Linked DNA regions of Mus musculus: all the other regions are linked to region 1. The links are chromatin contacts, called in public capture Hi-C and promoter capture Hi-C maps. All regions are on one chromosome and are shown on one strand. Each heading gives the region's core, a stretch centred on a gene start, on an enhancer-like site or on the middle of the called end of the contact. The rest is flanking DNA. Distances are from core to core; before and after follow the strand shown.

Region 1 (4,693 bases), core at 2,040-4,539:
CAAGGGCAAAAAACCAAACCAGGGGCTGGTGAGATGGCTCAGTGGGTAAGAGCACCCGACTGCACTTCCAAAGGTCCAGAGTTCAAATCCCAGCAACCACATGGTGGCTCACAACCATCCGTAACGAGATCTGACTCCCTCTTCTGGAGTGTCTGAAGACAGCTACAATGTACTTACATATAATAAATAAATAAATCTTAAAAAAAAAAAAAAACAAACCAAAACTGACCAAGCCAGCCCAGTCAGTCAACAGGTTCTCCAGCGCAGGAGTGAGGATTAAAAAGAAAAAAGACAATTAGACAACATTGTAGCATGACCCCAGCCAGTTCTGAGGCTGAGGCAGGTTTAGCTTTTCCCAATCTGCTTTTATACCATTTAATTATATGCAAGTATTAAGGGCAAGCAGTACAATAAGGAATTAGCAAGGCAGTAAGCAAAGTCCCTTGATGTCTCCCAAGACAGCTGTTTCCAAGGGCTTGTCAGAATGACCAAAATACCTGAGCCCACATCCTTGTCCAAGCCCCAAATCAGATTCTTGCCTGAAGCCTACTTCTTTTGTTCCACCCTAAGATTAAGATTCCTGCAAGAATTTGTTTCCCTGTTCTAGCCTAAAATTAGATTCCTACCTGAGCTTACTTCCTCGTCATGGCATAAGGTCAGATTCCTGCCCGAAGCCCATTTCCTTGTCATTGGCCAATGTCAAATTCTTCCAAGCTGCCCCCAAAGGCTCTCTACACAAAACAAAGCAAATGAACACACTGAGTTGGGTTGGTTGGTTGTTTGTTTTTTGGAAACAAGGTTCCTCTGTATAGCCCTGGCTGTCCTGGAACTCACTTTGTAGATCAGGCTGGCCTCAAACTCAGAAATCTGCCTGCCTCTGTCTCCCAAGTGCTGGGATTAAAGGCGTGTGCCTCCATGCCCGGTTGGGTTGTTTGTTTTGTTTTTGAGATCTATCTTTCTTTCTTTCTTTCTTTCTTTCTTTCTTTCTTTCTTTCTCTCTCTCTCTCTCTCTCTCTCTCTCTCTCTCTCTCTCTCTCTCTCTCTCTCTCCCTCCCTCCCTCCCTCCCTCCCTCCCTCTTTCTTTCTTTCTTTCTTTCTTTCTTTCTTTCTTTCTTTCTTTCTTTCTTTCTTTCTTTCTTTCTTGATAGGGTTTCTCTGTGTAGCCCTGGCTGTCCTGGAACTCATTCTGTAGACCAGACTGGCCTCGAACTCAGAGATCTGCTTGCCTCTCCCTCCCTATGCTAGGATTAAAGGCTACCATGTCTGGCTTGAGATTCATTTTTCTTAATTATATGTTTGTATGTCTATGTGTGAGAGTACAGGGGCCTGAGGAGGCAAGAAGTGTGGTGTCCCTCTGGAACTGTAGTTACAGGCCATTGTGAGCTGCCTAGTGTAAGTCCTACAAGCCCTCACCCCTAACCGCTGGACCATCCATCATTCTAGTCCCAGATAAACCCTAGTGTTTCCCACTGTGCTACCTGCGGTGCAAAGGATAAGCAAGGTGATGGAGCAGTGGATATGTGAATCCTATGAGGGGTGCTCCTCTCAGGAGACCACATGGGAGCTGAGCTCTGAGGGACGGCAGAATCTGACATAGACAGCAGCAAGGACAAAGGTCCAAGCTTGAAGGGGTTTCTGGACTTAGTAGGGAATCGGTTTTTCACACTAAGGAGCTTAGTGGGAGCTGCCAGGAGTTAGAGATGTGGCCTTGGGGACATCCCTGCCAGCTCCTGGGCAAGGGGGCTGGGAGGGAAGAGGCAGCCAGCCCCTGTGACTACCACCCTTGCTGCCTGTTGCCTAGCACCTTGGGTAAACAGCAGGCTGGCAGGCCTTGCCCTTGCTCCCTTCCTTCTCTGTGACTGGCAACAGCTGTCCAGCAAGAAGCCCGGAGGTCTGCCAACATCCTCCCCTGGAATATTTCAGGGCTAAGTCAGAAAATGACCAGCTGCCTCCAAATCTCCTCTTCTATAGACCTTACATGGGTATATTGGGTTGCTCTGGGCTTTTGGATTCCTCCCTCTTGCAGTCTACAAAAAGATGCAAAAAACACAGCTCCGGGAGACACTCCCAGAGTGTGCACAGCCACAGCCACCCCTACCCCTCAGCTGCCACACTGGCACATGGCAGCCCAGTCAGGCATACAGTCACACATGGTTATACACCTGCTCCGTAGTCTGCAGCCAGCACCCACTTCCCCTCAGGATGATCACACCTGGCACAATCACCCTGCTCTCACATCATAGAGCTGCACTTCCACACGACCACCCAGGACCAGGACTGGAAGGAAGTCACACTGGGGATACAACCTTAGACCCATCTCTTGCTGCACACACAGAACCTTCGCCAGATGTTCCCAGCTGTGGGCACAAGGATCACAACGCACAAGCTACCCAGTCAACAACACCCGGGCATCAGTCCTCATTCGCCATCCCATAGGATGCTCTAAGATCTGATTAAACGGAGTACAGCCTTCTGGCCCTGGCCGCTAGGTGCACAGCATTCTTCTGCGATTGAATCAAAGCCCTCCTCCCTCCCTGACTCGGGGACTGAGTGGGAAAAAGTATTCAGAGAAAGAATGCCTGGGGCTCAGGTTTGGGAAGGGGTCCAGCAGCTCGTCCTGGGGGGAGGGGGAGGGTGCCTTCAGTGTGGAAGTCTAACTAGGACACCGGAGGGTCGAAGACTTAGGGGTGGGTGCGTGCCTTGAAACACAACAGAAGTGACTGAGCAGGAGCGACAAATCGACCTCTCAGAAGACCCCAAGAAACCTTCCAGGGCGAGGGGAAGAAACCTGAATTAAACAGACTCAACTTTATTGCCTTAAGCCGTTCTTCCTCAGCCGTGGCCCCCAGCTGTCCCCAGACGCATGGGGTGTGGCAGTTAACCACCCCCCCCCCTCTCCAGCAGGCGCCTTGCCCCACCCCCTCATGACAGCTGCAGGCCACCAAGAAGATGACCCGGCTCCAAGCCCTTGCGTGGGTGGGGATCGCAAGGCGCCGACACGAGGGGCGCTGGATCCCTCTGGGTACCCCACCAGTAAATCTTCCTCCCGCCTTCATTGAACTCGGGGGGCAGCTCCCCTGGGACCGAACAGCCCCCTCCTCTCCTCACCATGCAACCAGGGCCAGAAGGAAAGGTGGAGAGATGAAAGGAAGGTTCGCGAAGTGCCGCTGGGCCGCCCCCTCATCCCACCCCACCCCATCCCCTCCCACCCTCTCCCCGCCCCCAGGGCCGCGGGGCCCGCGCCCTCCTCCCGCGGGTAATCGTCCGGCCAAGTGGGCGCGTCCCGCCCGGGCCGCCGGGATCTGGTGTCCGCTGCAGCTGGCAGTGCGGCGGGCGCCGGCACCGGCACAATCGCCGACGGCGTTGGCTATTAATAACACTCCGGGCGAGCCCGGGGTCGCGCAGCCATGGCCAGCCCGGAACCCCTGCGCGGCGGGGACGGCGCCCGGGCCTCGAGGTAGGATCCTCTAGGGCTCGTGTCGCCGCCCAGTAGGACAGGGGGTGCTGGGTGGGCTCCCATCCCCGACCCGCGGCCCTTTTCCCTTGGCTGTGGGTAGTGGTCATGCCCGGGTGTGGCACGGGGCGGAGCCACCGGGGAAGGGAGATGGGAGGCCCTGGCTTGGGGACCTGACACCTCCGGGGGTCTGTGTCACTCCTTCCACAGGCTGAGTGCGATTAATCCTTTCAGGCTAGCAACCTGTCAAAATGTAGTTGGCCTAACTGACTAAAGAGTATAAGTTTTGGGTCTTTTTTTTTTTTTTAAAGTCTTATTTTTCCCGTTTCTTATTCACTTGTTAGCGGGGCTAGGGAGAAACCATTTGAGAATTCACTGCATTTGAGCCACTTGGTGCAGGGTTGGGCACCTGCCAGCTTGAAGTTGAGTCTGTTCGGTCAGCTCTCTCTCCCTGGTGTGGCTCAGGGTGGTGGCCTAGAGAGGCAGTTGTTCTCCTGGCCTAGCACTGGGCCCTGGCTGAGCCCAACAGCTGTCCACACTGGAACTTTACCACTGGGGATTGTGGAGTCATTTTGCCTCAGGTCACATTGTGGCCCAGGGACTTCCCAGTGTATCAAATTATGGGAATACTTCCTGGTAAACCCTGTTGTCACATGAGAAGACAACCCTAAGCTGGGTTCTTAACACATTTTGCCTGTATTCCCTACACACACACTAATAAGCTTGAAGCCAGGCACGAACCTTTGTTTGCATGACATGTAATACACACGTCCAAGTCACAGTCTGATGGACAGCATAAAGGAGTTGCCCAAGTCCTCTGGGACAGAGACAGAGTGGCAGAGGTGTTGAGGTCAGGGACCCCAGCTGGGCCCTGTCCCTCTCTTGCTTGGCCTCCTGTAATCTGCTTCTATGCCAGCTCAGTAGAGAGGCAGTTAGCCGAGGACAACCTCTGGTACCCAGGGTGGTGTGGCAGCCTGTAACTCAGGAGGCCTGGGTTCTATACCACAGACCTGCCACTTGACCTTGGGCACAACTTCCCCTGGAAGTTCAGTTGTTTTCTTCTTGCCTTCCAAGGGCCCCACAAGTAGCCCTGTCCTCAGGACATCCGCTCTCATCCAGTGGACAAACGTACCTGTATAACTTAAAGTCACTCCTCCTGATGATGAAACTGCATTCCATTCAGAATGTCCTGAAGACACAAGTTGGTATTGTTGGGATACGGTACCAAGGAGATGGAGT
Region 2 (4,756 bases), core at 1,404-3,903, 230 kb after region 1:
AGGGAGGGTACCACTCACAGTGGGCTGGGCTCGCACACATACTTAGCAATCAAGGAACCCTCTCTAGCCTCAGAGCAGAAGCCCAGAGACATGCCCACAGGTCAGTCTGAATTAGGCAACTCTTCAGTTGAAGTTTTCTCTACTCCAGTGACCCCTCCAGATCCTCAAGTTAACTGGGACAGTCTACCACAGTTTCCATGGTTCCCTAATGCACACAAGCCCCCCTGGGAAGAGTTTCACAAAAAATAGCCAGTCTTCAGTCTCTTCCTCAGCCTCATATACACTCAGCCCAGTTCCCAGCATACACTCACCAACAGTTACCAACATGCCGTTTCCAGGAAGGCCAAGAATTCACCCTGGAAGTCTCCAAGAGTCACCAGCTGTCACCAAAGCTCTCTAACAAAGATCAAAGATGCAGACTCACAAAACATACAGTAACAAATGTACCTACGTAGGGTCTCTCTCTCTCTTTCTCTCTCTCTCCCTCTTTCACACACACACAAAATCACAAAGTCACACAATCACAAAGCCATAAGAAGAAGTCACACACAGCAAACAGACACACAGTTGCAGACAGGCTCAGCGTCCCGGAACAATGGGTACATTGTCCGGGTTGGCAGCAGCTGGGAGAAAAGAGCCGCAGTGTGGGGGCTGCTGTACTCTGCCTCCACAGCCCCAGCAAGCTTCCCTTTCCCAGAGGTCAGATGCTGCTAGGACCTAGATTTGCTGAGACCCTGGCACCCCCACCTCAGCCTCCAGGGATGTTCAGGGAAGATGTAGAACCTTCCCTGGGACCCAGGCTCTTAGGGGCTCTAGAGCCTCGGGGTCTTTAGCCCTGGTGTTCTTCCCTCCTGGAATCTTCCCAGAGACTTGTCTCTGTCCCCACCAGGCAGTGCCTGGAGAACAGGAGCCTTGAGATCTCCTCCTAACCTCTGACCTCAACCCCCCTCCCCAAGGACTCACACACACACTCCATCTGAGTCCTGCTAGCTAGTACAGGCAGCGCCTGGCAGCACTGTGGGTCTCTTATTGTGGCTGAGACAGAGAGCAGGTCAGAACAACCATCCCTTAGTGGTAACAGGTAGAGAGAGCTGCTGTTCTGTGAGTGACCTGCAGTGGGAACACTGTGACCTTCCCTGTCCCCAAATAATTCTCTTCTTGCTTCTCACCCTCATCTGACAGCCCCATTTCTCAATAGGAAATTCCTAAGGGTTTTTTTTTTTTTTTCACCCTATGCTGCTACCGGTAGCTGCTGTTTTCTTGGGACACGTCACTTTCCTCTTCTGAGCTGGGGGTGAAATGAGAAGACAGTCCTGTAGCATCAGAGTCAGGGTGGGAATGGGCACAGGAGTAAACACAGAATGTGGACACCACCTCATCCCGCTATGGTCACATCTGTGTGCAGTTCCCTGATTTCTCAGGCCCTGGGGTTGTTTGCACCTTACAGCTTCTGGTCTCCCAGGAGGCCTCTCCTAGGACAGAGGGACATATTGGTTGAGCTGTTCAGGACATCAGCCTTTCTTTCACAACCTTCGGCTTCCTCTAGCCTGAAGCCTTTCCTATTGGGGGACAAGAGGAAGTAGCTGTACACATCGGAAAACATATATAGGCTCAGCCAAGGACTCTGGGATTCTAACTGGCCTACCTGGTCCAAAGAAGGAAACAGAGAAGGACCAGGTCTTCAAACAGGGTAGGTTTGGGGGTTTATCCCTAATAGTGTGCCACAGTTGTGGAAGAAATCCAAACGATTCCTGTCACATTCAGGAAGGGGTATTTGGAGTCTGTTGAGCCTCCCTGGCTTTATGGTACCTACCTATATGTGGAAGTCTCAGTGTATGGTCACAGACTCGAGGGGAGGGAAGCCAGGCCTAAGTCAGGTATACTTAAACATCTCTGCGCCCCAGGCTCTTTGCTTACAAAGGGGGATGAAGATGCAATGCCTTCTGGTCAAAGACACACACACACAAACACACACACACACACACACACACACACACACACACACACACACGCACACACACACACACGGCAGTGGGGAGACAGAGAGAGACAGAGACAGAGACCTGGTGATGGATTTAGGTTGTGAGGAGTAAGAGCTGCCACCAACAGACTGAGAAAACCGACTTGTTGGATCTCCATTTTGACCTGAGTTAGGTCAGCCCCCCAGGGTGGCCGCACAGCACATAGACTGACAGGGACGTGGGTGGGACTTGAATTCTGGCCTGAGGGGGCGCCGAACTCAGGGTATGTGTGTGTGTGTGGGTGTGTGTTTGTGTCCGGGCGCGTGAGTTTTGGACAAATTTCTAGAGTGTAACTCAGCACCAGCCGTCTGACGAGTCTGGACATGTGAGCCCTTCCAAGAGTTCAAGGAGCCAGTGTAGAACCAGGGACTGGGGGCCTCTCCACTGTGAAGTATGAGTTAGGCTGAAAGTGGGCTGGGGATGACTGAGTGCTTCTTCATCGACGGCCTCCTCCCAGTCCATCTCCCGGACCGACCGGGAACCTCTCTCATTTCCACACTGAACCCTACTTGCCCCTGGTCGTCCCAAGTGATGGGGGAACCAGACAGCTTGGCACTGCCCACTGCACGAGAGGAACCCGGGCCCGACCCCGCCTCCACCCCGGATTGGGTGCTCATTTAAATGTCCGGCCCCGCCCCGAGCCTCGGGCGCGTACATATAGGCGGCTCGGCGGGCGGCGGGCGGCATTCTGGCGCGGAGCGCAGCAGCAGTGGGCGCAGCTAGCGGGTCGGCTGCGGAGCGGGGGTGCAGTGCGCTTTGCCCCCCGTACCCCTCCCCCTCGGACGCAGCCCCACCCCTCTGCCCGCCGGGCCGTCCCAGCCGAACTATCCCCTGCGGCGCCAGCGCGGGGCGGCTCCGGGCGCCCCCAGCAGACCCCCATCATGGGCAGCCAGAGCTCTAAGGCTCCCCGGGGCGACGTGACCGCCGAGGAGGCAGCGGGCGCTTCCCCCGCGAAGGCCAACGGACAGGTGAGTGCGCTCGGAGCGGCGGATCCCGGCCCCCAGCCCGCCGGCCTCGCCCCCTCTGGGGCCCAGGGCCGGGGCCGCGCGCTTTGTCCGGCCCGGGACACGCGGCGCCCCCTCCCCCGCCCGGTCCCTTTGTTCTCGGCGCCGCAGCCCCCGCGGGCGAACGAGGGGAGGGGCGGGAGGGGGCGCCGGCCGGGCTCGTCGCCTTCTTTGTTCGCGCCCGGCCCGCGGGCGCTGCCCCCAGGCCGCCCCGAAGGCCGCGCGGGAACAAAGGCGCTGCTAGGCCGCACCAAGGGGGCGTCTAGGGCCGTGGGGATGGTACTCGGCGCCCAGGGCGCCCCATCTGGAGCCCCGATCCCGGCAGCCCGCGGTGGCTTTTGAAGCGGTGGGGAGCAGAGATGCGGGGAGACTCTGGGGTGGGTGGGGGCTGATCACACAAAGCGCAAGCCTGGGAAAATAGGCCGTCCAGGTGCGGGGAGGCAGCGCCCCAGGGCTGCTTCCCGCCCAGTAGTGCTGGGCAAGGCTGGCCCGCCGGCGAAGGATCCAGGCCCGGTGAGGTTCCGCGCGGAAAATAGAGAGCGCGCCCCGCGGGAGGGGGGTGGGGGCCCGAACCCCAGCGCCTCCTGCTGGCTGCGCTCGTCCCTGCGCGCCTGTGAGGGGTGAGGGTGATGTTGGATGGGAGTGAGGCCAAAGCCAGACTTGGTTGCCTTTGGATGTCGGCGGTGGCCTGCGAGGGGCCAGAAGCGGGCTGGGGGAGGGGAAGAAGGGCCCGGGCCCTCACTGCTGTCCCCTCTGCCCCGCAGGAGAATGGCCACGTGAGAAGCAATGGAGACTTAACCCCCAAGGGTGAAGGGGAGTCACCACCCGTGAACGGAACAGATGAGGCAGCTGGGGCTACTGGTGATGCCATCGAGCCAGCGCCCCCTAGCCAGGAAGCTGAGGCCAAGGGGGAGGTCGCCCCCAAGGAGACCCCCAAGAAGAAGAAGAAATTCTCTTTCAAGAAGCCTTTCAAATTGAGTGGCCTGTCCTTCAAGAGAAATCGGAAGGAGGGTGGGGGTGATTCCTCAGCCTCCTCGCCAACAGAGGAAGAGCAGGAGCAGGGCGAGATGAGCGCCTGCAGCGACGAGGGCACTGCCCAAGAAGGGAAGGCCGCTGCCACCCCTGAGAGCCAAGAGCCCCAGGCCAAGGGGGCAGAGGCTAGTGCTGCCTCCAAGGAAGGAGACACAGAAGAGGAGGCAGGGCCCCAGGCTGCAGAGCCATCCACTCCCTCGGGCCCAGAGAGTGGCCCCACACCTGCCAGTGCTGAGCAGAATGAGTAGGGGTGGGGACAGGTGGGTGATCTCTAAGCTGCAAAAACTGTGCTGTCCTTGTGAGGTCACTGCCTGGACCTTGTGCCCTGGCTGCCTTCCTGTGCCCAGAAAGGAAGGGGCTTGTTGCCCCCTCCCAGCCACGCTCCCTTTTCGCCCTCCTGTGGATTCTCCCATCAGCCATTTGGTCTTACTCTTAAGGCCAGTTGAAGATGGTCCCTTACGGTTTCCCAAGTTAGGTTAGTGATGTGAGATGCCCTGTCCCTACCTCTTTCCCGAGCCCCATCCCTGCAGAAGGCAATTGCTGGGTTTCCAATTCTTTTCCAAGTTCGTTTTGTTTATCCTGCTTCTCAACCCCCTGAGCCAGAAGTGGGGGCTTATACTCCCAAACCCTGAGTGTCCAGCCTTTCCCCTGTTGAATTCTTAGTCTCTTGTGCTGTGCCTAGTGGCACCTGGGCTGGGG
Region 3 (4,509 bases), core at 172-2,671, 180 kb before region 1:
GGAATGACCAGAGCTGCCTGCCTGACCTGCGGTTGTCCTGCCCACAGCACCGGGGCTTCAGCTCCCTCCCCTGCTGCTAGAAGCTGAATGTGCTGATCCAGGTGACACAAGGCACACAGGAGGTGTCACTACAGGTGACACTATAGGCACACAGTCACCAGGCTCTGAGAACCTGTAGACATCAGGACAGCCTCGTCCATGGAGACTATGCTGATGGGCTACAGAACAGATCTGGTACAGAATAGACCAGTTACGCCTGCTGCAAAGACCTCGGTGGTCCAGGGAGGTGCTGTGCTTTGGCCAAGGCAGAATACTTGGCAGAGATGTGGCTGGGAGCGTTCCACCTGTTTATTCACCACTCTGGCTAAATGGTCCTATGTGAGTGTCCAGCTATCTGAACCCAAAGGAGGAGGACAGGACTTGTGTCTGCATCAGGGACACTATCACGAAGCAAGAGTCCATCTAACACTTGATATAACCCAATGCCAACTCGGCAGCCCCCACAATAGACATTCTAGGATCTCTGTGAGTTCAAGACCAGCCTGGTCTATACAGTGAGTTCCAGGACAGTTAGGACTACATAGTACATAGTGAGGCTCTGTCGTGTGTGTGTGTGTGTGTGTGTGTGTGTGTGTGTGTGTGTGTGTGTGTGTGCGCGCGCGCGCCCCTCTGTATGTGTGTGCCTCTGTGTGTGTACCTCTGTGTGTGTGTGAGAGAGAGAGAGAGATGTTTGTGCTGTAGTATGTCAGTGCCATATTCTGCTCCAGTGGAAATCGGAGGACAACTTTCAGGAGTCGGTTCTCTCCTTTCCATGTGGGTCCCAGGGATGGAACTGGGGCTATCAGGCTATCGGGTTATAGGGTTAAGGGACTTTACTGGCTGAGCCATCTCATTGATCCCTACAATTTATTTATTTATCTATCTATTTATTAATTTATTTAATAGCTGCATTTCCTTATATCAGGAAACAAGAATTATTACCCTTGATTTTCCAAGGAGCAAACAGATCACCCCACCACCGCCAAGACCGAAAGGAAAAGCACCTTGCTCAACATGGAAGACCTGACTGAGACCAGGAGGCACCTCCGCCAGAAAAAGGAAGACCCAGCGAGGGAAAGCGATTGTTCTGAAGTCACACAGTAGATTAAAAAAGCAGACCCCTGGTTGCTCCTGCTCACTCCCAGCTTCCATCCTGGCCCATGTGCCCGTGTCTTGTTCACCACCACCACCACCACCATCACCACCATCCGGGGTCGCGCTCACATGCTAACACCACCAGCTCCCAGCACGGCCGATGGAGACCCCTTAGAGCCTCAATGTCCATCGGTGGAATGGGCGTGCGAGGAGGAACGAGGGCGGCCTGGCGCCGGGCGCCTGGCTCAGCAGCAGGGGCGTGGCCGTGACTCAGCCGCACAGTCCCGGGGTCGCCCAGCCGGTCCGACCGGCCTCGGCAACGCGCGCAGGACGCCGGGCTGGGCGACTGAGGGGTGCAGGGAAGGGAGCCGCCAGGAGCCTGCTTGGGCGGGAAGAGGAGCGCAGGCCGCGGAGGAGAAGGATGGAAGCGAGACCCCGCTGAGACCAGCGCGGGGCCACTGGCCGGGATCAACATGTGTCTGCGCATAGGTGAGCTGGGGCAAACGGGAGACCCACTCCTGGGGGGACCCCAACCCGAAGTCAAGCCGCCTGCTTCACCCAACCCTGCTTCACGTACTGGCCTGCTTCAGGTCACTTTCCTCTCAAGCCTAAGTTTCCTTAGAAGCGGGGTGACAAGCGGCTGGGTTTTATTTCCTTTATGCAAGTGCTCTACCACTGAGCTACACACCAGCCTAAACATTTCGAGGCTCAGGGACTAGCCCAGAGCTCAGTACTTAGCTCACTCTAACTTAGAACTTAGAACTCCTTCCGCCACGACCAGCAGCTGGGGGCTCCAGGTTTGTGGCACTGAGGCCCAGCTCTGAGTAAGCCTGGTTTTGGTGGGGCCAGTGGCACCCCCAGCTCCTGGCCCTATTTTCCTTTCTAAGGGGCAAGGCTAGATAGGCTTCGGGATCCGCCGGTAGGGGAAGAGATGCTGAGAGATGAAGAGATGGGGATGTGGATGTAGGGTCCAGGATCCCGGCTCCTTAGCATTACAAAGATGCCATTTCCATACCTTCCTCTCATCCAGCCAAGCTGGAGGGAAAGGCCAGTCAGCCAGCATCTTGACAGAGTAGACTGGTGCGCCCCTCCCCCACGCCCTGGGCAAACTCTGCTGTTTGGGATCTAAGGGGTTCCGTTCCCACTCTCCAGCACACACATCTTTCGAGCCATGCCTATTTCTCCTTGGTAAAATGAAGACCGTTGCACCCACCTCTTGACCAGGATGAAGTTCCGGTCTGCTAATAAACGCTTAGCACTACACCAGCCACTTGCCCAGTGTTCCCAGCATGAGAACGAAGAACCAAAACCAGCCTAGGGCGCTCTGACTAAAGCAAGCAACCCTAGCCTTCTTGTCTGACCAAAGCCTTGGTCCAGAGATGCTGCTGTTTCTTGAGCCCAGCCAAAGCCCAGTAGTGGCTGGCTGATGGGTAGGTGGATGGGGTGGGTGGACAGGGTGGGACCCAGGAGGCCCCTGGAACAAGGCTGCAATTCCTCTTCCTGTTTGGCCAGCTGTTCATCTTCACAAGGCCATTCCAGTTCCTCGTGCCTTTCCAGTCCATGGTCTGTCCTCTGCTGAGATGACAGTCCCAGGGCCTGCAAGCTAAAGGAGAGCTCGGAGAGCAGTTAGGGGAACCTCACCTGGCTCTATGCAGAAAAAATCCGGGGTTACCTCTGAACAGGACAGGCTGGTACCAGGTCCACAGTGAGTCTGTAACAGGCTCCTCCTTGCTCCTCAAAGCTCTTCCTCCCGTCTCTCTCTCTCTCCCTCCCTCTCTCTCTCTCTCTCTCTCTCTCTCTCTCTCTCTCTCTCTGTGTGTTACTGAGTTTAATTAGGGTTGCTTACAATAATTTTTCTTTTTTTCGGTGGCGGGGGGGGGGCTGTTACTGCAACATAGGCGACTTACCAGTGGCTACACCACCAAAATAAACAAATAATTATTTTATTTTATTTTATTTTTTTTAGGCAGAGTCTCACTCTGTAACTAAGTTGGTCCTGACTTTGCAACAATCCTCCTGCTTCAGTCTCCTAAATACAGGATTATGAGTCCTCTTGGCCTCCTTGGCCCCTGCAATTGCCCAGAGAATGTCCACTTAATGATTCTTTAGCCGTTTCTTGTTTTCATTCACGTATAGGGAACAGGGCTAAATTTCTCTGCCGCACGTGGAGGGTCTCAAAGTCAGAGCCTATTGGGAGCAGGACCGGAAGGAAGGGCTCTGCTTAACTGAGGGCCAACCACACTCTTGCAGTTTCTCAGAGCTGGCTAAACTCAGAGCCCAGGGTGGGGGCAGGCATCCAGGTGGCATGGCCAAGAGCCATGTGTGATGTTGGAGCAGAGAGCATTTCAGGGGAGGAGGGCTTCCTGCTATGTGAACGGGATAGGACTTGGCCACTCAGAAAGTGTGGTTGTTGCCAAAGTCCCTCCTGGTCCCAACCCCAGTTAAGCACAGCCTGCACTGGGTCCCCGATTTCCTGTTCACCCATGGACTTTGTCCACACTGAGAAACAAGGGCTCTTTTCCTCTCCAGGAAGAGAAGCAGAGTCTAGACGGCTCTCGATAGCTCCACTTAGCAGCTGCACATTAAGTACTGTGTGTGCCAGGCTCCATCTACCGAACTGACTGCTGAGCAAGGCCTGACTCCTGCCCAGTGCACTGCAGGCTCCTCGGGGCCTGGACAGTATATACTGGGCTCACGGCTCTCCTAGTGCATGGCATGGGACAGGTGTACAGAGCGCTTTTATATATGGAGCAGTTGAGTGGATGACTGGGTGGCTGGGAGACTCAGTGATCACTGCTACTCAGAACACAAGAGTTAACAAGGACAGTTGTGTGGATCTCCTGTGCGTTTTTCCAATTTCACACTAAGCACCAACCGTGAAGCTTTTAGAGAAACAGGGGAGGCTCAGATGTCCTACACCACCCAGCAGGAGGCGCCTCACCCCGATCCCGACCTGTGTCCCCCGCAGGTAGCCTGAATGTGGATGAGTTCCGGAAGGTGCTGATGAAGACGGGTCTGGTGCTGGTTGTGCTGGGTCACGTGAGCTTCATTGCAGCCGCCGTGCTCCATGGTACCATGCTTCGCTTCGTAGCCACCACCAGTGACGCTGTGGTTCTACAGTACTGCGCAGTGGACATCCTCTCTGTCACCTCTGCCATTGTGGTAATGGCCTGGCTGGGAGGGCCAGCAAGGGGGAGGGGCTGCGTCCCAGTCAGAGCCCCAAGCATATACGGTATAACCATATACAAACTGTGCAGGCACTCAAACGCTCTCTGCCTCAGTTTTGTCCTCTGTAAAATGGGGGTGGCGAGAGTATGTGTGCACAGCAGAGGTTCCCTGTGAACATCTGAGGGAGTCATCCACAGAAGGTGCTTA
Region 4 (4,328 bases), core at 1,233-3,732, 260 kb after region 1:
ATGGATGTACCCGTGAGTGCAGGGCGGTGTGGAAGCCAGAAGAGGGCGCTGGGTCCCTGTAGCTGGAGTCACAGGCATCTGTGAGCCTCCCAAGGTGGATGCTAGGAACTGAGCTTTGTCCTCTGCAAGGGCTGTACACACTACCAACTACTGAGCCATCTCTCAGGGCCCTGCTTTCTCCAGTTAACAAAGCAAGGAAAACCTCTGCAAGGAAGTATTAGGGCTGGCCTTTAATCCCAGCACCTGAGAGGCAGAGAAAGGAGGATCTCTGTGAGTCCAAGAACAATCTAGTGGTCTACAGCACCAGTTTCAGGACAGCCAGGGCTATACAGAGAAATCCTGTCTTGAAGAAAAAAAGAGAGAAAAGGAGGGGAAATTATGTAATTCTATTATAATCTCAAAAAAAATTATGGGGCTGGAGAGATGGCTCACCAGTTGGGAGCACATACTGATCTTCCAGAGGTCCTGGGTTCGTTTCCCAGCAACCACATGGTGGCTCACAACCATCTGTAATGAGATCTGGTGTGTCTAAAGACATCTACAGTGTGCTCACATACATAAAATAAATAATTCTTTAAAAAAATTATGCCTATTATACTACCCAATCTTTTAGGAAGTGGAGATAAGGAGACTTTTCTCCAAGAAATGTATTATCTACAAAAAACAAGAAGAAGAAAAAAAATTCCCAGCACTTGGTGGCCAGAGGCAGACGGATTTCTAAGTTTGAGGCCAGCCTGGTCTAGAGAGTAAGTTCCAGGACAGCCAGGGCTACGCAGAGAAACTGTCTCAAAAAACCAAAACCAAACCAAACCAAACCAAACAAACAAAAAGAACCGAAACAAAAAATGAGGCTGCTAGACAGTGGTGCACCCCTTTAATACTCAGGAGGCAGAGGCAGGGGGATCTCTCTGAGTTCAGAGGCCAGCCTAGTTGGTCTACAAAGCAACTTCCAGGACAGCTAGGGCTGTTAGAGACAGACCCTGCCTTAAAAACAAAACAGAACAGAAACAAGAAGACACCAGGCTTGGTGGCTCCGTCACCCCACAGCACTGGGAAAGACTGAAACAGGAATGTGGCTAACAGTTGAAAGACAGCATAGTGAAAGAGCAATCAGGACCACTGAACCTTCTTAGTCCACTTCTTCAGAATTAAAACAGGCCAGGGTTGTGGCACATGCCTTTAATCCTAGCACTCGGGAGGGGGGTAGGATAAATCTCTTCCAGTAGGAAGCAAACCTGGTCTACAAAGTGAGTTCCAGGCTAGCCAGGGTTACACAGAGGCCATTTCCAAAAAAAAAAAAAAAGTATCAACATAGCTCTTCACCCTCTACAACTGGAGTTATAACACCCTTTTCTAATCCAGCTAAAATTACTATCTGAATTATTTTATACCGACAATTACCAAAAAATATCTGTCTTCTAAATTTCAGATCTAAACAGCCAACCGCCTACTGGCTGGCTGGCTAGATGTCCCCTGAACAACTCAACTGCTATTCCCAAAACACAAATGCTGGACCAAGTGGTGTAAGCCTGGAGTCAAGAGTAAGAAGAAGGGGCTTAATCCAAGACCAGCTGAGTTACACTGTGAGACCCTTTCTCAGATAAAGGTGCTGTCCCCTCCCCCTGCTGTTGGCTCCACTTGCCAGGGCCTGGCTTGTAACTCCAGTTCTTGGGTCCTAAGCACTGACACACAACCTGCTCCTCTCAGGTTGGGCTGAGGCTCCTGCTGTGTTCTCCTCCACCCCACATTCCCTTGTCCCAGCGCTAACACCGAAAGATACCTGTGACATTGTCTAGCTCCCCCTTCAGACGGGAACTCAACACAGGAAATGTGCCTCGATGAGCCCTCCAGCCCCAACAGAAACACAACCCAGGACAGAGTAAGATGCTCGCGCTGGCTCAATGAAAAGTCGTTTTAACAAGTTTCATGCACCTCTCTTCTTGCATCCCCGGGGAGCCCCATTTCCCAACTAGCAACTGCAGGCCCTACTCATAGACTTGGGGGATGGAGTGGGGGAGGGGATGAGTGGCCAGTCCTGCAGAACTCACCAAAAGAAAGAAAGAAAAAGAGAGAGAGTGAATGGGGACAGTGAAAAACCTTTGTATTCTCAGCAGGGGAAGATATCCAGGCAAACCGTCTCCATCATATTCCGATCCCCGCCGCCACTTAGGCTTCCCTCCAGGAATCCCACTCCAACTTCAGGTCGGATTCCCCGAGAATCTCCGCCACCGGGATTACCGCAGACTACCCCTTCCACGACCCCCACCTCATCTCCGGCCTCAGCCTCGACTTCCTCTCTCCAACCTCCTCCTTCAGCCTCGACTTTCCCTCAGCCTCCCCGGGGCTTCAGCCTCCTCCCAGCCTCCTCCCCCAGCCTTTCCCCAACGCCCGGCCCGCGCCGCCCACCCGCAGCTCACCGTCGTAGTAGTAACAGACTTTCCTCTTGGTGCCCTGAGTCTGCGCCATCTTGCTCGCCGCCCGGCCCTCCCGTCAGTCTGTCCGCCCGCCCGCCCGCGGCTCCTTACGGCGTCCGACCAGGGGGAGGGGCCGGCCTCGAAGCCCCGCCCACCCCCGGGATCACCTATAGCCGCACAGCCCGGGCCTCACTCTAACCAATCGGCATGCGCGGGGTCGGGCCCGGAACTCGGCGGGGGGCAAGGGCAGCTTAGAGAAGCCACCGCGGGCCCCCTGGGCCTGTACCAAAGTCCGGCGCGGAGGGGTGGGGGAGACCGGGGGCCGTACCATCGAGTCCCGGGAGAGGGAGTCGGCTCCGTAAACTCTGCAGCCCGCTTCACAGTTGGGAGCGTGTGCAAAGATCAGAGGCCAACTTTCTCGTTTTACCGAGAATACGCCGAGGCTTCCCGGGGAAAGATGCTTGCGCAAGGTCACGCAGCTAAAAGACTAGGTTTGGTCTGGATTAGAACTGGAGAGAGAAATGAATGGCAAGGAACAGAAAGAAAATATCCAGAGGCCTACTGTAGTGGGGCAAGACCTTTATGTGCTCATAAGTTCTGACGGACTTTTCTTTTTTAATGTCAAAGCTCGTTTTCAGTTGGGCGTGGTTGCTATGTCTTTGATCCCAGCACTCAGGAGGCAGAGTCAGGAAGATCTCTGTAATCTGAGGCCAACTTGCTCTCCGTAGTGAAAGCATGTCTCAAAAAATAACAAAACAATTTTACAGGTAAAGCTGAAGAGCTTATTCAGTGTTACAAATTAAATTCCGTCTCCAATTGTACATATTTTTTTTAAAAAAAGACAAAATCCAATATGCCCGAGCACTGTGACAAAGTAACAGAACTTGGTGTTTAGTTTTTAATTTACTGGAGGGAGTGTTGGAGGGAGTGTTCCTATGTAATGGCTCTGGGTGGGGGCGGGGCGATCCATCCAGAAAATTTGGGTCAGGCATGGTGGCAGCAACCATCTCACCTACCCAGAACTTAATTTTTCTAAACTGAAAGCCTAAGTTGTTGTTTGGGGGGGACGTGGGGGTGGGGGGGCGGGGTTGTTTCTTCGTTTGTTTTTGCTTTTTTGTTTGTTTGTTTGTTTTTCAAGATAGGGTTTCTCTGTATAGCCCTGGCTGTCCTGGAACTCACTTTGTAGACCAGGCTGGGCTCGAACTCAGACATCTGCCTGCCTCTGCCTCCGGAGTGCTGTGATTAAAGGCATGCCCCACCACACCTGCCTTTTTTTTTTTTAAAGATTTATTTATTTATTTATTTATTTATTAAGTACACTGTAGCTGCCTTCAGACACACACCAGACCAGAAGGGCGTCAGATCTCCTTATTTCAACTGAGTCTTCGACTCAGAAATCTGCCTGCCTCTATCCCCAGAGTGGGTGGCATATGTCTTTAATCCCAACACTTGAGAGGCAGAGGCAGGCTGATTTCTAAATTTGAGGCCAGCCTGGTCTACACAGTGAGTTCCAGGACAGACGTGGCTATACAGAGAAACCGTGTCTGGGGGGTGGGGGGGGAACCAACAACAACAACAAAAAAAAAGACCTTCACCACTCCCCCACCCTCAAGCCATGCCAGCAAAATTTCTTAACCTTGAATTACTTACACTCTTTGTTGTAGGGGCTGTCTTCGGGCCTTTTAGATGTTAATTGACTGCTTGGCCTTCTTCTATACCAGTAGCAACACCCCACACACGCCCTTACTGTGACACCCAAAATTGTCCTTACACATTGACAAATGTCTGGGAGTGTCTAAATGGCAGAAAACCACCATCTCCCATGCTCCTACAAAACCTGAATCCGTCAATCTTCAAGTAGCCATTATTGATCCACCAAAAGGCTCTGTGCTGAGTTTTTTGTTTTTTGGGGTT
Region 5 (4,379 bases), core at 1,020-3,519, 200 kb after region 1:
GGAAGTGTCCGGGGATGTTTCTGTCCCCCTCGGCAGAGGCTCCCACAGCTGCAAGCATACTTTTGGCCTCATAGGTGGGATCCAGCCTGGGTGCTAAGGATGCCCCGTCTCTTCCTGACTCAGCTTGGCCTCTGGTTTGAGAAAGGTTTGGGCCCAAGCAGCTTCTCACCAAGCCAAGGAGTCAGGAGGTCAGGCCTGCATTCCAGGTGCGTTGGCTTTTATCTGGAAAGCGAGTTGTAGCACCTGAGTGGTTCCACGGGCTCACCTTTCTCTCCTCACTTCTCCCGGCCTGCTGATGCTGCTAGGGCCTAACGTAATGAGTGCTAATTAATCACCTATATGAAAATCATTTGAGCGCCATTAATAAAAGAAAAATCTAAATAAGGCCCTTAGTTCCAGGAAGGTCTTTACAGGGAAGGTGAGAGGCCTGTGGAGCCGCAATGAGGAGGTGGAAGTCAGCCATGGGAGAAGTGGACTTAAGTGTAAAATATAGATCACCATTTTAGAAGCGGGTTTTTTCAGTTTGCTTTCTCCCCCTACTTTATTGGGGAGGACTTGCCATTGCTTTTATCAAGTGCTTGCTAGCCATGGGTGCCAACTAACTTCTTCGATTGAAGGCCGGAGTATCATGTCTGGTTCCAGGAGCCGCTTGAGCAGGTCCTGGCATTCGGTTGAGATGCCCAAATGAGTGGGGAAGGACACCCCCTTCTGCTGCTGCCACAGCATCTTGGGGATATCTGTGTCATCAAAAGGTAGACTTGCACAGAGCATTACATACAGGACCACACCCATGCTCCAGACATCACCTTTCTTGCTATCATGGGGTATGCCCTGTAGCACCTCAGGGGCGGCATAGGCTGTGCTGCCACAGAAGGTCTGGCTCAGCTCCCTGCGTGACTTGGGTAGCACCTTGGCAAAGCCAAAGTCGGTCAGCTTCAGGTTGAAGCCCTGCAACAAGGCGTTCTCACACTTAAGGTCCCGGTGGGCCACGCCACAGCCATGGCAATAGCGAATAGCCTCAACCATCTGGCGGAAGAGGGCCTTGGCCCGGCTCTCGGGAAGTGGCCCTCCGTTCAGCACACAGTCAAAGACATCCCCTCCCTCAGCCAGTTCCATCACCAGGTAGATTTTTCCATCTGCTGACTCCAGCATCTCATACACCTGGATGATGTTTTTGTGGTCCAGGGTACGGACAATCTGGAGCTCACGAGGCAGGAATCTCTGGATAAACTCTGAGGGAAAAAGTGGGGAGACAAAAATCAAGATCAAAACGTCCTGGTTCCTCCCTCTTGGCTCCTGCTTTCCAGCTTCCAGACACCTACCATGTCTAGGTGTTCTTTCTTGACTCCCTGACCAGTCTCGGGTGTCTCTAGCAGCAAGTATTGCCTTCCTTTCATGATTAGCTCATCCTTGGAACCTCCTCCCAGCAGCCTGTGAGACCACAGATGAGGGATTTGGGAAGTTCAAAGCTATTGCATCTCACTATTCTTTCCAGGGATCTATTGTCCTGTCCCTCTTCCACCTGCAGGGTACCAGTTCCTGCTGTCTTCTGGCCAACGCCTCTTGGGACAGGAAAAACTGAGGACCTTTTGTTTTGTTTTGTTTTGTTTTTTATTTTGTTTTCTGAGACAGGGTTTCTCTGGATAGCCCTGGCTGTCCTGGAACTCACTTTGTAGACCAGGCTGGCCTCGAACTCAGAAATCCACCTGCCTCTGCCTCTCCTGAGTGCTGGGATTAAAGGCGCATGCCACCACGCCCGGTTTAGGACCCTTTCTTTTTCTTGTGCTACGATTGTGGCTCTGGAAAGGTGTGAGGATCCTGGTTTCCCTACATCCTTCTATTTAGGGCAGGAATCTGACTTGCTTTCTGCCATCCTGACTCAAAGGGAGGAAGAGATGCTCTGAGGAAAGGGCCTACCCGTGTTGGCTAGCCCACCCTTCCTCCCAAGGACCCCAGCTCACCTTCTGGCCCTCCCATCTTGTCTATAATTTTAATTGCCACTTTTCTTTGATGTTTTTTGGAAAATGCTTCTTTGACTTTTGAGTAGGTCCCTTCCCCAATGGTCTTGCCCAGCTGATACCCATTGGAGAGTAGAAAGTCCTCCATGCTGTGTAGCGCCTCCTTCTTGTCACCCTCTCAGCTCATGCTGCCTCTGCGAGGCAGCTCTACTCCACCATCGCCCTCGGCCTGCTTCTTTTCCCCCCAAGGACTTCATTCACAGCTGCCTCCAGGGCTAGAACATTCTCCGTCTGGACACAGCCACAGGTGGTGGGGAGGGAGAGGACCAGACATTTTTAAACTCCTGCCCAATTGTGATGTAAATGCTGTGTGACCCTCAGACAACATGGGCAGTGTCCCTACTTTCCCTCGCCACCACCAGCAAATCCAGCATGGGTTAAGTCAGTCTTGAGCAAGGCGCAGAGTGGTAGCGATGCTGGGGAACGGGCCTGGGTGGCCGCGTAGGTCAGGGAGGCGGGCCTTCTCCATGTGGGCTCCGCTTCCAGGCAGGTCGCCCTCACCTCCGAAGTCCCCATCCAGCTGTTGGGAAAGAGTGCAAACTGGTCACCAAGGTGCGATCTCCAGAGCCCTCTGGCCTCAGGCCCGGGCCCTCACTAAATGCCGGAACGCTCTGGGACTGCCTAAGAATTCCAGCGAGGAACAGGCTGTGTGAGGTCAGCACGCAGAGATCGGGGTCACAATGCAGTCCTCCCCTTCGACGCTGGGGCCCGGGCGCGCAGCAGACACCTGCCAGGCTCCGCCTGGACCGGAGCGTCCTCCCGTGGCCAGGGCTCGGGCAGTTGCTTCCAGCCTGGGACCGGCCTCGGCCTCTGGCAGGTAAGCCACGACACAGGAGACGGGCACGGGCAGGGAGCATCTAGGGGCCCGGAGCTGCCTGACCGCCACTCCTATACAGAGTGCCCCGGGGCCTGGACATGAGTGCCCAGGAGACCCCACAGGGTCGAAGATTCCCCATTGAGGCCGGAGACTCCCCTGGCCTTGCCTCCGCCCCCGAGTCCCAGGATAGCCCGGAGCCTGTAGCTACGGATCAAAACCCTGTCAGGTGAGTCCGTCGTCCCACCCCTCGGCCCTGCCCCATCGCCATCCCCAGGGCCCTACCCCCAAAGATCCCAGGCGCATCCCCTGGCGCGCCCCAACACTTTGCGCCCCCTGTCGCCTGCCGCTTTCGCCAGGCCGCTCCGACGCTGCCCGGGCTGCCACTGTCTGACGCTGCTGCACGTGCCCATCGACGTCTACCTGGCCATGGGCGGGAGCCCCCGGGCCCGTGCTACCTGAGTGCGCCTGCGCACGGCAGCTCTGCAGGAGCCGGGACGGACGAGGCCAGCCGCGGGCCACCACGCTGAGGTCGCACGCGCCGAGCACGAGACAATGATGCACATTTTAAAATAAAAGAATGATGCACATTTTAATAAAGCACAGCATAAACTGTTCTTTCCATTCCGGGCTGGCCGTGTATGTGTATCCGTCGGATCGGGCCCACCGACTTCTCGGACCCAGCCAGTATCACTCTTGGGCTACCTCCACTCTTAGACCAGACTTCCACCCGCCTCCACTTCCCTGCCCACCTCCCACTTAGGGGGTCGTCACCCTCTTCCAGGCGTTTTTTTCTTGGTGGTTACTTTCCCTTCACCCAGCTGTCAGTCTCCTCTTCCTTGTCTTGGCTTTGCCAATGAAATCTTCATTCTCTGCGGGACACTGGCAGCTTAGAGCAGCTTGGGACAGAAGCAAGAAAGGGAAAGATGAGCAGCCGATGTAGAAAATAAATAAATAAATAAATAAAAGACTGATGGGCTGGTGAGATGGCTCAGTGGGTAAGAGTACCCGACTGCTCTTCCAAAGGTCCGGAGTTCAAATCCTAGCAACCACATGGTGGCTCACAACCATCCGTAATGAGATCTGATGCTCTCTTCTGGTGTGTCAGAAGACAGCTACAGTGTACTTACATATAATAAATAAATTAAATAAATAAATAAATAAATAAATAAAAGACTGACCACTGCAACACCATGTAACTCTCCCAAGCTAGAATTAGATTTGACTCCCTGCTGTTCTTTGGCCTGCTGCAGGGGTCAGGCCATCTGACCCCATCTGTTTGGACCTTTTGTTTCTCCTAAGACCAGCAGAGTTGCTGAGACTCAAGTGATTTGAAAAATATGTCCCAAATATTTTTTTTTTATTTTACTTTATGGACATGAGTGTTTTGCCTGGATGTGTGTGGCTGCACCAGCGTGTGCCTGTTGAGTTCCCTGGAACTAAGTTAAGGATGGGTTTGAACCACTGTGTGGTTGCTGGAAATCACACCTGAGTCCTTTGTAAGGACAACAACTGCTCTTACGCACTAAGCCATCTCTCCACACCCC

What was found. Promoter capture Hi-C pulls out the DNA fragments that hold promoters and counts their contacts. Capture Hi-C pulls out chosen DNA fragments and counts their contacts.
Region 2: a promoter capture Hi-C map of hematopoietic stem and progenitor cells shows a contact between it and region 1. The contact joins the promoter of Marcksl1 here to the promoter of Sync in region 1. A contact is called at or near these places in 6 of 39 promoter capture datasets (the C10 cell line, the HPC-7 cell line, HPC-7-derived erythroid cells and 3 more) and 2 of 115 datasets of contacts at active chromatin or transcription factors (embryonic stem cells and pancreatic cancer cells).
Region 3: a capture Hi-C map of embryonic stem cells shows a contact between it and region 1, with 2.1 times the contacts expected there. The contact joins the promoter of Tmem54 here to the promoter of Sync in region 1. A contact is called at or near these places in 3 of 39 promoter capture datasets (hippocampal neurons, liver and stem cell-derived epiblast-like cells), 1 of 15 datasets of contacts at CTCF or cohesin (embryonic stem cells), 9 of 484 Hi-C or Micro-C datasets (bone marrow-derived macrophages, cumulus cells, embryonic stem cells and 1 more), 6 of 115 datasets of contacts at active chromatin or transcription factors (embryonic basal ganglia, embryonic stem cells and pancreatic cancer cells) and 3 of 9 other capture datasets (adipose tissue, embryonic stem cells and liver).
Region 4: a promoter capture Hi-C map of adipose tissue shows a contact between it and region 1. The contact joins the promoter of Hdac1 here to the promoter of Sync in region 1. A contact is called at or near these places in 1 of 39 promoter capture datasets (liver), 1 of 484 Hi-C or Micro-C datasets (nephron progenitors), 3 of 115 datasets of contacts at active chromatin or transcription factors (bone marrow-derived macrophages, embryonic stem cells and pancreatic cancer cells) and 2 of 9 other capture datasets (adipose tissue and pancreatic islet).
Region 5: a contact with region 1 is called in a promoter capture Hi-C map of embryonic stem cells, with 2.4 times the contacts expected there. The contact joins the promoter of Tssk3 here to the promoter of Sync in region 1. A contact is called at or near these places in 5 of 39 promoter capture datasets (the C10 cell line, embryonic stem cells, hematopoietic stem and progenitor cells and 1 more) and 2 of 9 other capture datasets (adipose tissue and liver).

The regions. Positions count from the first base shown.
Region 1 is chr4:129,284,332-129,289,024 of GRCm38.p6, forward strand. It overlaps Sync (syncoilin), which reads left to right and starts at 3,290. Exons shown (of 5, transcript NM_023485.3): 1 at 3,290-3,457. The coding sequence starts at 3,408.
Region 2 is chr4:129,510,928-129,515,683 of GRCm38.p6, forward strand. Marcksl1 (MARCKS-like 1) reads left to right here and starts at 2,654. Exons shown (of 2, transcript NM_010807.4): 1 at 2,654-2,989; 2 at 3,790-4,756. The coding sequence starts at 2,903. The coding sequence ends at 4,305.
Region 3 is chr4:129,104,109-129,108,617 of GRCm38.p6, forward strand. Tmem54 (transmembrane protein 54) reads left to right here and starts at 1,422. Exons shown (of 6, transcript NM_025452.4): 1 at 1,422-1,623; 2 at 4,103-4,296. The coding sequence starts at 1,608.
Region 4 is chr4:129,540,164-129,544,491 of GRCm38.p6, forward strand. It overlaps Hdac1 (histone deacetylase 1), which reads right to left and starts at 2,483. Exons shown (of 14, transcript NM_008228.2): 1 at 2,418-2,483. The coding sequence starts at 2,466.
Region 5 is chr4:129,488,501-129,492,879 of GRCm38.p6, forward strand. It overlaps Tssk3 (testis-specific serine kinase 3), which reads right to left and starts at 2,270. Exons shown (of 2, transcript NM_080442.2): 1 at 1,962-2,270; 2 at 508-1,232. The coding sequence starts at 2,106. The coding sequence ends at 571. It overlaps Fam229a (family with sequence similarity 229, member A), which reads left to right and starts at 2,690. Exons shown (of 3, transcript NM_001085491.2): 1 at 2,690-2,835; 2 at 2,915-3,061; 3 at 3,192-3,456. The coding sequence starts at 2,699. The coding sequence ends at 3,294.